Regions from separate parts of the Macaca mulatta genome. Here region 2 is linked to region 1. A link is a contact called in public Hi-C data. All regions are on one chromosome and are shown on one strand. Each heading gives the region's core, a stretch centred on a gene start, on an enhancer-like site or on the middle of the called end of the contact. The rest is flanking DNA. Distances are from core to core; before and after follow the strand shown. Region 1 holds the start of PCNX3 (pecanex 3). Region 2 holds the start of ZNRD2 (zinc ribbon domain containing 2).

Region 1 (5,617 bases), core at 1,727-4,226:
CCGCTTCCGGGGTCCCCCTGCTGCACCCCGGGAGCTCTCAGGGGAATAGCAGGAAGTAGAAGAGGAGCTGTCAGTACTGTAGCGGCGCTGCGATCGGAGACTGGAGGCCGGACTCAGTTCACTGCCCTCGCTGGTGTCTTCATCCTCAAAGAAGGCCCCACCTTCAAGCAGGGGCCGTCGAGGGGCACGGCCAGGTGGAGAGTGTCTTCGCAGGGGTGGCTGCTGTTTGCTAGGCCGTAGCAGGGCCAAGTCCTTGGGCCGCACAACCAGGAGCGGCTCAGCCAGGCCCGGTGGTGTCCCTGCTCCAATGACCGTGTCAAAGGAACGCAGCGTGTCATCTGAGGGGACTCCGGCGTCTGGCGAGGCGGGCAGCTCAGCCTCAGAGGGTGGGTCTGTGTCGCTGCCCTCAGGGGCTGGCCCCCCTGGGGGGCTGTCCAGATGGGTGGAGTTGGTCTTCTCACTCTTGAAGCTGCTCAATGTCTCCCTATCAGTGCCGCTGAAGCAAGAGTCTGAGGAGCCCGCTTTCTGGGGCGTGGGCTCCCCTGAGCCCCGCCGGTCAAGGGGCTGATAGCCACCTGCCCCCCTGCGTTGCTCCCGTCGACTGCTGGTCCTCACCAGGGCCCGGTCAGGCCGGGTCAGGGTCAGGAAGCTCTTGCTCAGCTCCTGGCTGAGGCTCCCCTTCAGGAGGGGGCTCATGGGAGTGTCAGCCATGCTGCTCCCACTCCAGGGCGCTCCATCTCCAGCCAGAGGAGAAGGCTCTGAAGAGTCTGTACTGGGAAGAGAGGGGTCTGGGACAGCCCCTGGAGGCGTCTGGGGAAGGTCTCCAACTGCCAGAAGAACGGGAGACAGAAAATGAGAAAAAGGGTTTTCTGCAAAAGGAACTGGTGGTAAGGGGGCTCTTATGCCCTGTACTTTTCCTGAGAGCCCAGCCACAGCAGCACACTGGGGAGGTCCCACAGAGGAATACAGAGGAGACCCAGGATGGAGCCAAAGTTGAGGGGATTCAATGACAAAACAGCTGGTCTAGCCCACAAGCCTCAGCCCCATAAGGCCCACGCACTCAGTTTCTCCTGCGAGCTGAGCTTCAGCATCTCTCGGTCAGCAGAGGTCACGATCACATTGTTGCTGCCCTGCTCCCGCACCAGCTCCTTGATGTCTGCAACCACGGCCCCAGAGGTGTCAGCAGGACCCCCTGGCACAGCATGCCAGCCCCTGTTCCACAGCACTATGCTCCAACCCTAAAGAGCAGCCACCTACCTCTCAGGGGCCCAGAGTCCTCCATTCGGGGCAGCAGCTCCTGAGTAGACAGAGAGAGGCGTGAAGGAGCAAACAAGGCAAGAAGTAGGCTCAGGACGCACCCACAGTAGGGACTGGCTCGCGGAGGAACAGCAGGACAAGCTGAAGTCCAGGCCCACTCACCGAGACCTGGTTGAAGCCAAACACAGAGTGCTGGGAGCTGCAGCGCACTGGGGGTGTGGAACTGACTTTCCGGAACACTGTCATCTCCACTCCGGGGTCCCTGGCAGTGAAAAAGAACAGCAGCTTTGAGCTAACCTCTCCTCTGTGTATGCTACTTCCATCTTTGTCACTGCTTCTTCTTCAGAAGTCACTTTACAATTCCTAGGCTAACACAAGACAAGTGTTCACATTCACTCAGAGAGCCAATGTTCCCTAAGTCCCTACTCCACCCTGCAAGGTTCAGGCCCAGGCACCAAAACCCCTCAATCCCCAGCACAGTCCCTACCCCACCCACCTGGGCGGATTGCTGTCCCCCTGGGCAGGCTCTTCCTCCAGCTCCCCCATGGTAGAGCTGCGCTTCTCCACGATCTCGCCCTGGTCAAACATGGCATGCAGCCGATAGTTGACGGTCTTGATGGCAGCAAAGATGACAGCCACCACGAGGCAGTACACGCCGGCCACCATCAAGCTGGGAGGCAGGACCTGAAGATGAAAGTAAACCAGGTCTCTTTTCACAAAGCCTTGCCACTACAGGACGTAGCTGCCATCGTCGCCATAGCTAGGATTCACAGACTCACTAGAAAACTTCATCACCTCTGCACACAACCACTACACAGCCCTTGGCAACGAGCTCTGTCTTCTATTTAGCTGGATAACATTAAGTGTGGGGTTCAAGGTCACTCGATCCAAGAAAGGTAGACTTTGGCCTCTTCCACGCAGACCCAAACTCTGCAGTAATTCCTCTCTCTCCACGTCCCAGAGCCCAGGGCACGGCCCCGAATCCCTGCCAGGCTGCCCTCCCTCTCCCGGCTGGAGTTACAGGTGGCCGTGGCGTCTCACCATGTACAGCAAGAAGGGAAAGATGAGCAGGAAGATCCAGACATAGAGGTGGAAGCAGTTGGAGAAGGTGCTCTGGTGCGGGTCGAAGAACCAACCGCCGGTGAGCGAGGCCCACACCCCCTGGCGCAGGATCTGCAACACCTGCGACCCCATGGCCCCGCCGCTGCTGCGCGCGCCCCACTCCCGGGACCCTCATGGGGGCGGCCCCCGGCCCATGCCCCGTCTGGCGCCTGAGGGCCCCGGGGCCCGGCCTCACGCTCACGCCATGGCCTCCCCCAGCGGGGGAGGGGGGCTCGGCCGCGCGAGGGTGCGGGCAGGGGGCGGGGCCGACCGGGACAGTCAGCGGTGCAAGGCCCAGACGCGGGGGTGGGGCTGCATCAGGGGCGGGGTCCGCGTCCCCACTCGTGGCCCAGAATTGCTCCGAGGGGCCGAGCCGTCAGGCAGGCGCGGGGCACGGGCCGGGCACCCGTCGGCGGCATCCAGAGGTGGGCGTGGGGTGGATGCTCCCGGGGTGCAGGCGACAGCTCTCTAGTCTCCGGACCAGGGAGAACCCCAGGATCTGGGGTCCACTTCCGGGGTCGCAGGTCACTCGCTTGGGGCTCCGCGCTCGCCCGGCTTCTGCCGGTGCCGGCCTAAGGAAGAGGCCGGAAGAAGGAGCCGCGAGCCGCCAGCCTTCAGTGGCGCATGCGTCCAACGGTTCCAATTGAGACCCGGAAAAGGAAAACTTGACGGCATGAATGCGCAAGCGCAGAGAGGTGGTGGCGCGGTAGGACGCGAGGGGTGCCATTTGTGCGTGCGCAGAGTCCAGAACTAAAGCAAGTACATGCGCAAAAGCGTTTGGGCGCATGCGTACACCCAGGCGTCGCCAACCCAGGGTAGACGACTGGGCGGAACCAAAGAGACAGTTGAGTAGCCATTGGGTAACGGCAAAGTAATTGGCGCACAGCTCTTCCAATGAGTTACAGGAGACGGGGAAAAGATGGAGGCGTGGAATCCCCTAGTTGCAGCGAGTGTTCTGCACTACCGAAGCACGCCCCTCTCGGTCCGCCCCCTTTAATGCTGGACCTCCTACGTCCTGATCGTTTCTCGGCTCCCAGCGGCGTCTACTTCCGGGTCAGAGCTCAGACCTAGGGTGTAGAGAACAACCTTCCGGAACAGGCAGGAATAGTCGAAAAAGGATAGCGTCGTCTTTCTTAAAGTGACAGGCTTAAAGCAATTGGGGCAGCCCTATCCAGAGGTTCTGAGGGCGACTCAGCTATTCTGAATCCAATCGTGGGCAAAGTTCTGGACAAGTCTCAGGATTCTGCCAATGGGGAAGGGATATGAAGAAGCGGATTGTTTCCCAGGTGAGGAGAAGAGCAGAACCTTAGACAATCCACTCCAAGAGCTTGAGGTGCAGCCAGTTCCGTCTGTCCTCCAGTCTTCCCCACCCCATCCCACTAGCTCTGCGAGGCAGAGCTTTCTTGTACTCATATCATATATGAAAAGAATGGCCGGGCGCGGTGGCTCACGCCTGTAATCCCAGCACTTTGGGAGGTCGAGGCGGGCGGATCACGAGGTCAGGGGTTTGAGACCAGCATGGTCAACGTGGTGAAACCCGTCTCTACCAAAAATACAAAAATTAGCCGGCCGTGGTGCCACGCGCCGGTAGTCCCAGCTACTCGGGAGGCTGAGGCAGGAGAATCGCTTGAACCCGGGAGGCAGAGGTTGCAGTGAGCTTAGACTGCGCCATTGCATACCAGCCTGGGTGACAGAGAAAGGACTCCGTCTCAAAAAAAGAAAAAAGAAAGAAAGAAGGAAAATAATGAGGCTCAGAATGGATGGATCGCACAGTCCCACAACTTCGCAGCCAACACCAGACTTGGGTTCACCCCCTTCCCAAGTGTGGTTCTGTAACCCCGTTTTGCTGACGCCAGTGCGGATGCAGAGGACAGAGATGGCCCATCCTTAGCAGAGACCAACCTGCACCCTGGCCAGCAGAGCACGCAGCTGGAGGCTTTTCTTTCTATATCTCAAAGCCTGCTGTGATGGGGAATCTGGTTCTGCCCTTTCCCTCCTCTGCCTCTCCTGGCCCGCCTACCCGGGAACTCCCCTGCTGGAGCCTCTGGGAGGGGAGCGGTGCAGGCCGCCCGCGTCATCTGATGCTGTTTCCTGCAGGAGGGAGAAGAGCGGAAAAAAGTGAAACTCCACCCTCCACCTCTGCCTCCCGCCCCCGAGGCCAAAGTACAAAGGGAGGAGGAAGAAGGGAGCGGGGTCGGAGCCGTCGGGACCAAAGGAGCCGGGGACAGGAACAGGCAGTCTGGGCCCAACTGTGGACGCTCCCTCCACCCCCGCGCAAAAAGACCCAACCGGAGTTGAGGCGCTGCCCCTGGAGGCCCCACCTTACGCTTGGCGGGGGCCGGAGCCAGGCTCCCAGGACTGCTCCAGGACCGAGGGAAGCTCGGGCCCCTCCAAGCTAGCCATGGTGAGGCGTCGGAGGCCCCGGGGCCCCACCCCCCCGGCCTGACCACACTGCCCTGGGTGCCCTCCTCCAGAAGCCCGAGATGCGGGGGGCCGGGAGGCGACACTCCTGGCTCCCCAGAGAGGCGTGGGTCTGGGGCTGAGGGCCAGGGCCCGGATGCCCAGGTTCCGGGACTAGGGCCTTGGCAGCCAGCGGGGGTGGGGACCACGGGCACCCAGAGAAGGTCCTCCACACATCCCAACGCCGGCTCCCGGCCATGGAGCCCTTGAAGAGCCTCTTCCTCAAGAGCCCTCTAGGGTCATGGAATGGCAGTGGCAGCGGGGGTGGTGGGGGCAGTGGAGGAGGCCGGCCTGAGGGGTCTCCAAAGGCAGCGGGTTATGCCAACCCGGTGTGGACAGCCCTGTTCGACTACGAGCCCAGTGGGCAGGACGAGCTGGCCCTGAGGAAGGGTGACCGTGTGGAGGTGCTGTCCCGGGACGCAGCCATCTCAGGAGACGAGGGCTGGTGGGCAGGCCAGGTGGGTGGCCAGGTGGGCATCTTCCCATCCAACTATGTGTCTCGGGGTGGCGGCCCGCCCCCCTGCGAGGTGGCCAGCTTCCAGGAGCTGCGGCTGGAGGAGGTGATCGGCATTGGAGGCTTCGGCAAGGTGTACCGGGGCAGCTGGCGAGGTGAGCTGGTGGCTGTGAAGGCAGCTCGCCAGGACCCCGATGAGGACATCAGTGTGACAGCTGAGAGTGTTCGCCAGGAGGCCCGGCTCTTCGCCATGCTAGCACACCCCAACATCATTGCCCTCAAGGCTGTGTGCCTGGAGGAGCCCAACCTGTGCCTGGTGATGGAGTATGCAGCTGGTGGACCCCT
Region 2 (5,617 bases), core at 1,268-3,767, 46 kb after region 1:
ACCCACTTACCATCTCCTTGCGCAGCGCGGCCAGCGCCGAGTCGAGGTTGACAGGACGACGCGGGCCGGCTGCGGGTCCCGCGTTGGCGGCGCCGGCGGCGTGGCGGGGCCCGTCCGGGGCGCGGGCGGCGCGGCTCAGCTCGTCGTGGATGCGGCTGCGCTGGCTGTAGACGCGCTCCAGCTCCCGCCACGAGCCCCCGCTCGCATTAAGGAGGCCGCTGAGGCCGCGCGGCAGCGGTGGGAGCCCGGCCAAGGCGCAGCTTGCCCCGCCCGGCGCCTCTGCCGAGGGCAGCCCGTTCATGGCCACGGACGGCGATGCCACCTCCTTCTCCCCAACACTCCGCCCGGGACGCTGCCCGCAGGCCCCGCACCCCGCGGCCCCGCCGGAGCCCAGCCGCCGCCCGCAGGCCGCGCTTTGTTCCTTCCTCAGCTCCTCAGACTCCGCCTCTGCCCCACCCCCTCCGCATGGGCCGGGCCTCTCTTAAAAAGGCAACGGCTGTGGGACCACGTCGCGTAAAGCTGAGAAAAAGACAGCGGGGCACCCACTCACTCAAGGGGAGTTGGAAAAATGCGGCGGAGGGGGAAAAAGGCCGAAGGGGGCAGGCGTGGTTTCTTCGTGGTTCTTTTCGCTACCCCGTCTGCCCGCCGCGCCCCGCCCCCACACACACTGTGTTCTGCCCATTACCCTCCCAAGAAAAATGATCTAACAGTGGAATCAGGAGACTGGCAAGTCCACAGTTGGTGCCTAACGTGCCACCTGACGCTGAGGTCACCACAAACTCCTGTCGCTGAGTACCTGGGGTGGCCATGAGATGGAATAGGCTGATAGGGTCAGGATGCTCAGGGAAAGGAGCGGAATCTATCAAGGGGATTGGAACCCAAAATCTCACTTCCAGGTGGGGAATGGGCACCGGATGGCGGAGGAGGCTGCAGATGTGCTGTCAGACACAAGGCTAGGGTCCACCCCTCTGGCTGCTACCTTTGAAAAGGCTATCACCTCTTCCTTAGAAAAGGTGCATCACATAGTCATCTACCTACTCCCGCATCCTGACGGGAAACTGAGCAGAAACAAGTTCAACTCATCTCAGGGCGTCAAGGAGAGCAGAGAGTGGAGAGGTGAGAGGCCAAAAGTAGGAAAAACGTGAGTGCAGCTGGGGCTGGCATGCACACTCGGAACCAGGAAAAGAATAAACCACACAGAGGAACAGCTGTTTTTCTAGAGGGTTTTTCTCAGGGGCTTCTCTTAGTGCTGCAGCTGCTGCAGGCTGCGCAGGGCCTCCGCACATGCGCGGATAAGGCCACACAGCTGGATGCTAGTCTCCAGGGAGGTGCTAGAGCCTAGTTCAGCAGAGGCCCAGGTCAGCTTCTGCAAGAGGGCTGTCTGTGTGCAGGCCATGACATCTGTATTTGGAGGCACAGCAGGAGTGGGTGGCCCCTGGGCTGCCTTGAGTCCTGCTGCAGCTCCCTCACAGTGCTCCGGACGAGGTACTGGGGGCTGCGGCACAGGTCGAGAGCCCAAGGGGAGCTCTGAGGCAGAGGCCAGCTGGTGCTCCCGAGCTTGGGAGAGGGCAGCCTGGGCATTCAGAGCTAAAAAGAGGAGAAAGTGGGTAGAATGGTCAGGATGCCTGGCCCACCTCAGCCGTGAGCCATCTCCTTTCCTGCTCTGCTCTTTCTGTGCTTGAAGTGTTTTCCCTGTCCCTCTATAAGGCAATTCATCCACTTTCTACTTTGTATCACATTTATGCCTTAGCTTCAACTCTCCATCAGTACTGGGCCTGATTGAGCTCAGACTCTCGCGCAGTGGCTGGCACACAGGAGGTGCTTAGTTCTCTTATTGAGTTAATGGTCCTCTTTAGAGCCTAAAGGAGAAATCATTTTACCTCTGCCCCACCCAGAGACTCCACTGTCGCCCCCCAGGCCTACTGTTCTCGGGCCTCTATCACCACTTACCACGCTTCCCCCCTAAGCACATCCGGCCCCTCTCCCGGATTATTTTTTACCCTCACCGGGATTATCTTTATCCACGTCTGAGTCGAGTTCCTGACAAGCCACGCAGTAGATTTTCCGCTGTTTGTCTTGGAGGAGAATCGTCTACGGACCAAAAAGAACATGGGGCCGGAATGAGACGCCGGCGATGGAGTCCAGAGGGGAGGACTGAGGAAGGGCTGAGTGGCCCGACCCGCAGACCCATCCCTGCTGACTCGCCCGAGTCTCGCCTCACCCCGCAGTCCGCGCACGTCTCGCCCAGCATGCGGTAACCGCGCAGCAGATAGTCGCCCATGAGCCGGGAGATGCGATCTTGCCGCTCCCGTCGCGCCTGCAGCACCTTCGTCTCCGCCTCAGTCGGGGGCTCCCAGGAGAAGTCGTCGACTTCTGGGGAAGAGAAGCATAGGGACTGGGGGTCTTGCCGGAGCGGGCTGCCTCCCGTACCTCACAGCCACAAGCCCCTGCCGCCCAAGTCCTCACCGGCTCCGTTGAGGGCCATGTCGCCGTTGTCGCTGCCGGGCTCACCGGAAGTGACGTCAAAGCGGCGCGCCCTCCGCTGCGGCTCCGCCCCTTCTGTAGCGCCCAAGATTCAGGGCGGAAATGACGCCTCAGCGTGGTCCTCAGATCTCGCTGTGCCCGGAGTGGGGCGTGTCGGCTGCTACCGAGAACCTGCCCAGGGGACGCGTCAGTCAGCCGGAATCCAGGGGACGTTAACCTTCCGACGCGTGAGGCCTCGGGAGGAGCGTCTCCGTGGTAGCTCTGCTCCGGTCGCAAGACCTGAAAGTGGCCTCGGGAGGTCGCCCTTCCTTTCCGTCGTGGATGAAGGGGACCAGCTGGCTTGAGAAATCCCCGCTGGCCTCCGCCTCCCCTGGGGTTTCCCTTTCGGCGCAGGCGGGGCAGCGGCATCATCACGAACATCGCCACCCGAGTAATCACAGCGAGCGGCCCTTTGCGCATTCGTGGAGCTTCCTCAGGCCTCAGTGCTTCTCACTTCGCCCAGCAAGGCTGGCCAGGAGGGGAGCCTTCTCGCATTCCGTCTATTTCAAGACCCCTCCCCTTCTGCATGCTTGGTGTCCCAGTCTGTCACCCCGCTGCTTCCCAAGGCCTGGGACTGAAGCAAAGTCCGCCCCGAAACCGACCGTTCTTTGAAATTGAAATCCTCAAAAAGCCTGCGGACTGAATAGCGCTGTACTCAGCACGCGCATTGCGCTTCCAGCCGCCCTTGGGTGCTGCGTACTGGGCAGGGTCGGGTTGGGTCCTTCCTACATACTCTTGCGACCGTTAGGCTCTTCTTAGGTGAGTTGCAAGTTAAAATTACCAGGGCTCTCTGAACTTGGACCTTGGTGCTTTTTTTTTCTCTCTCTCTCTCTGTTCCGTGTTCTTTTTCCATATGCATCCTCTCCCTTATTAGATTCAGAGAAGCCAGACAGGGCAGGCAGGGGTCCTCAGATGTGCAGTCTGCAGGGCCTGAGGTTGTACACCAGGGCAATGGAAAAGCAGCTAGGACTTGGACTTTCTTTTTTTTTTTTTTTTTTTTTTTTTTGAGACGGAGTCTCGCTGTGTCTCCCAGGCTGGAGTGCAGTGGCGTGATCTCGGCTCACTGCAAGCTCCGCCTCCCGGGTTCACGCCATTCTCCCGCCTCAGCCTCCCAAGTAGCTGAGACTACAGGCGCCCGCCACCACGCCCGGCTAGTTTTTTGTATTTTTAGTAGAGACGGGGTTTCACCATGTTAGCCAGGATAGTCTCGATCTCCTGACCTCGTGATCCAGCCGCCTCGGCCTCCCAAAGTGCTGGGATTACAGGCTTGAGCCACCGCGCCCGGCCAGGACTTGGACTTTCATAATTACATCGACAGTCTCCTCCTCCGGATGGCACATGCCTCCTCAATCTGACCTGAAGTCCCCTCCTGCTGGCCTCCTCTTCCTTCCACGTAAAACCCCTGGAACTGTCATTCTTGCTGCCTCCTGCTTACCTAGAGAGCCCTGTGCCCCTTTGGCATCTCCATCTACCAGTCAGGCTCTTGGGCAGCAGCGTACCTGACTTAGGGCCTGTACCCCAAGTCGTTTCTATCAGGCACTAGAGCCACCGTTTTTTGTGTGTTTGTTTTGTTTGTATTTTTTGTAGCAATTGGGTTTCGCTGGTCTCCAAGTCCTGGACTCAACTGATCCTCCCACCTCAGCCTCCCAAAGTGCTGGGATTACAGTGAAGTGCACCCAGCCTTAGGCTGACTAGAGGAACTATCTCTATACCATCTCTTGGACGCATAGACCCCCAGGTTATTACTGTCTCCAGCTCCCAGCCCTACCCTGAATTCCTCAGTGCGCCGACTATGTCACCATTATGGCCGATAACCACTCAACTGTCTATTCTGCCTCGCACCTACAAAGACCCTTATATGAGTCCTCTCACTTAATCTCTCCAATTTACTCCTCATGATAACCTTATATGGGGTATTATCCCCATATAAGCAGGAAACTGAATAATTCTTTTAAAATACAGTGTCATTCTTGTACTAAAAACCATCTGGTTGCTGGGAATGGTGGCTCACGCCTGTAACCCCAGCACTTTGGAGGCCGAGGCAGGCAGATCACTTGAGTTCAGGAGTTCGAGACCAGCCTGGCCAACATAGTGAAACCCCATCTCTACTAAAAATACAAAAATTAGCCAGGTGTGGTGGCGGGCGCCTGTAATCCCAGCTACTTGGGAGGCTGAGGCAGGAGAATTGCTTGAGGCAGAAGTGAGCCGAGAGCACACGACTACACTCCAGCCTGGGCAACAGAGTGAGACTCTGTCTCAAAAAAAAAAAAAAAAATCTGGCATCTCCCCATCATACTTAGACAAAATCCAAAGTCCTTGTTATGGTCTCCAGGGTCCTACAAATCTGGCCTTGGCCCCCCACATCCAGACAACACATACAGAGATGCACACCCATCTCCCATCCTCCCTGCATCCCTCTTCTCTCACTGCTCAAGAAGATTCTTGCCACTTTTCTCCTCTCAGGGCTCCTCACCATCTTAAGTTCCACTGTAGGGTAGACAAGACACAGAACTGGAATGAGGCAGGACTGGGTTTGATCCTGGATCCGCTATTTACTATATCACCTGGAGTAATTTACTTCATCACTCTGGACTTCAATTTCTCATCTGTAAAACAGGGACAGTAGACCAGGTACGGTGGCTCAGGCCTATAATCCCAGCACTCTGGGAGGACATGTAAGAGGATTGCTTGAGACCAGCCTGGACAGCATAGTAAGACCCCATCTCTAAAAAATATATATATATTTTACTTAGCGGGTGCAGTGGCATGCACTTGTAGTCCCAGCTACTCAGGAGGCTGAGTAGGAGGATTGCTCCCAGCCCAGGAGATCCAGGCTGCAGTGAGCCATGATCAGGCTTCTGCACTGCAACTTGGGTGATAGAGCAAGACCCTGACTCAAAACAAAAATGGGGCCACTTATGCCTGTTTGGTGCTTGTTTGTTTTTTGAGATGGAGTCTCGCTCTGTCACCCAACCTGGAGTGAAGTGGTGTGATCTTGGCTCACTGCCACCTCTACCTTCCAGGTTTAAGCGATTTCTTGTGCCTCACCCACCTGAGTAGGATTACAGGCATGCACCACCACACCTGGCTACTT

Evidence for each region. Hi-C and Micro-C count contacts between places; a contact is called where the count stands out from the background.
Region 2: a contact with region 1 is called in a Hi-C map of cortical neurons, with 2.7 times the contacts expected there. The contact joins the promoter of ZNRD2 here to the promoter of PCNX3 in region 1. A contact is called at or near these places in 3 of 14 Hi-C or Micro-C datasets (blood, cortical neurons and liver).

Annotation. Positions count from the first base shown.
Region 1 is chr14:8,774,354-8,779,970 of T2T-MMU8v2.0, forward strand. It overlaps PCNX3 (pecanex 3), which reads right to left and starts at 2,977. Exons shown (of 33, transcript XM_077962142.1): 1 at 2,299-2,977; 2 at 1,754-1,941; 3 at 1,420-1,519; 4 at 1,258-1,297; 5 at 1,061-1,156; 6 at 1-827. The coding sequence starts at 2,451. It overlaps MAP3K11 (mitogen-activated protein kinase kinase kinase 11), which reads left to right and starts at 4,524. Exons shown (of 10, transcript NM_001257468.1): 1 at 4,524-5,617. The coding sequence starts at 5,016.
Region 2 is chr14:8,820,846-8,826,462 of T2T-MMU8v2.0, forward strand. ZNRD2 (zinc ribbon domain containing 2) reads right to left here and starts at 2,518. Exons shown (of 4, transcript XM_015113792.3): 1 at 2,467-2,518; 2 at 2,222-2,373; 3 at 2,007-2,091; 4 at 1,212-1,587. The coding sequence starts at 2,485. The coding sequence ends at 1,244. It overlaps FAM89B (family with sequence similarity 89 member B), which reads right to left and starts at 614. Exons shown (of 2, transcript NM_001194782.2): 1 at 11-614. The coding sequence starts at 301.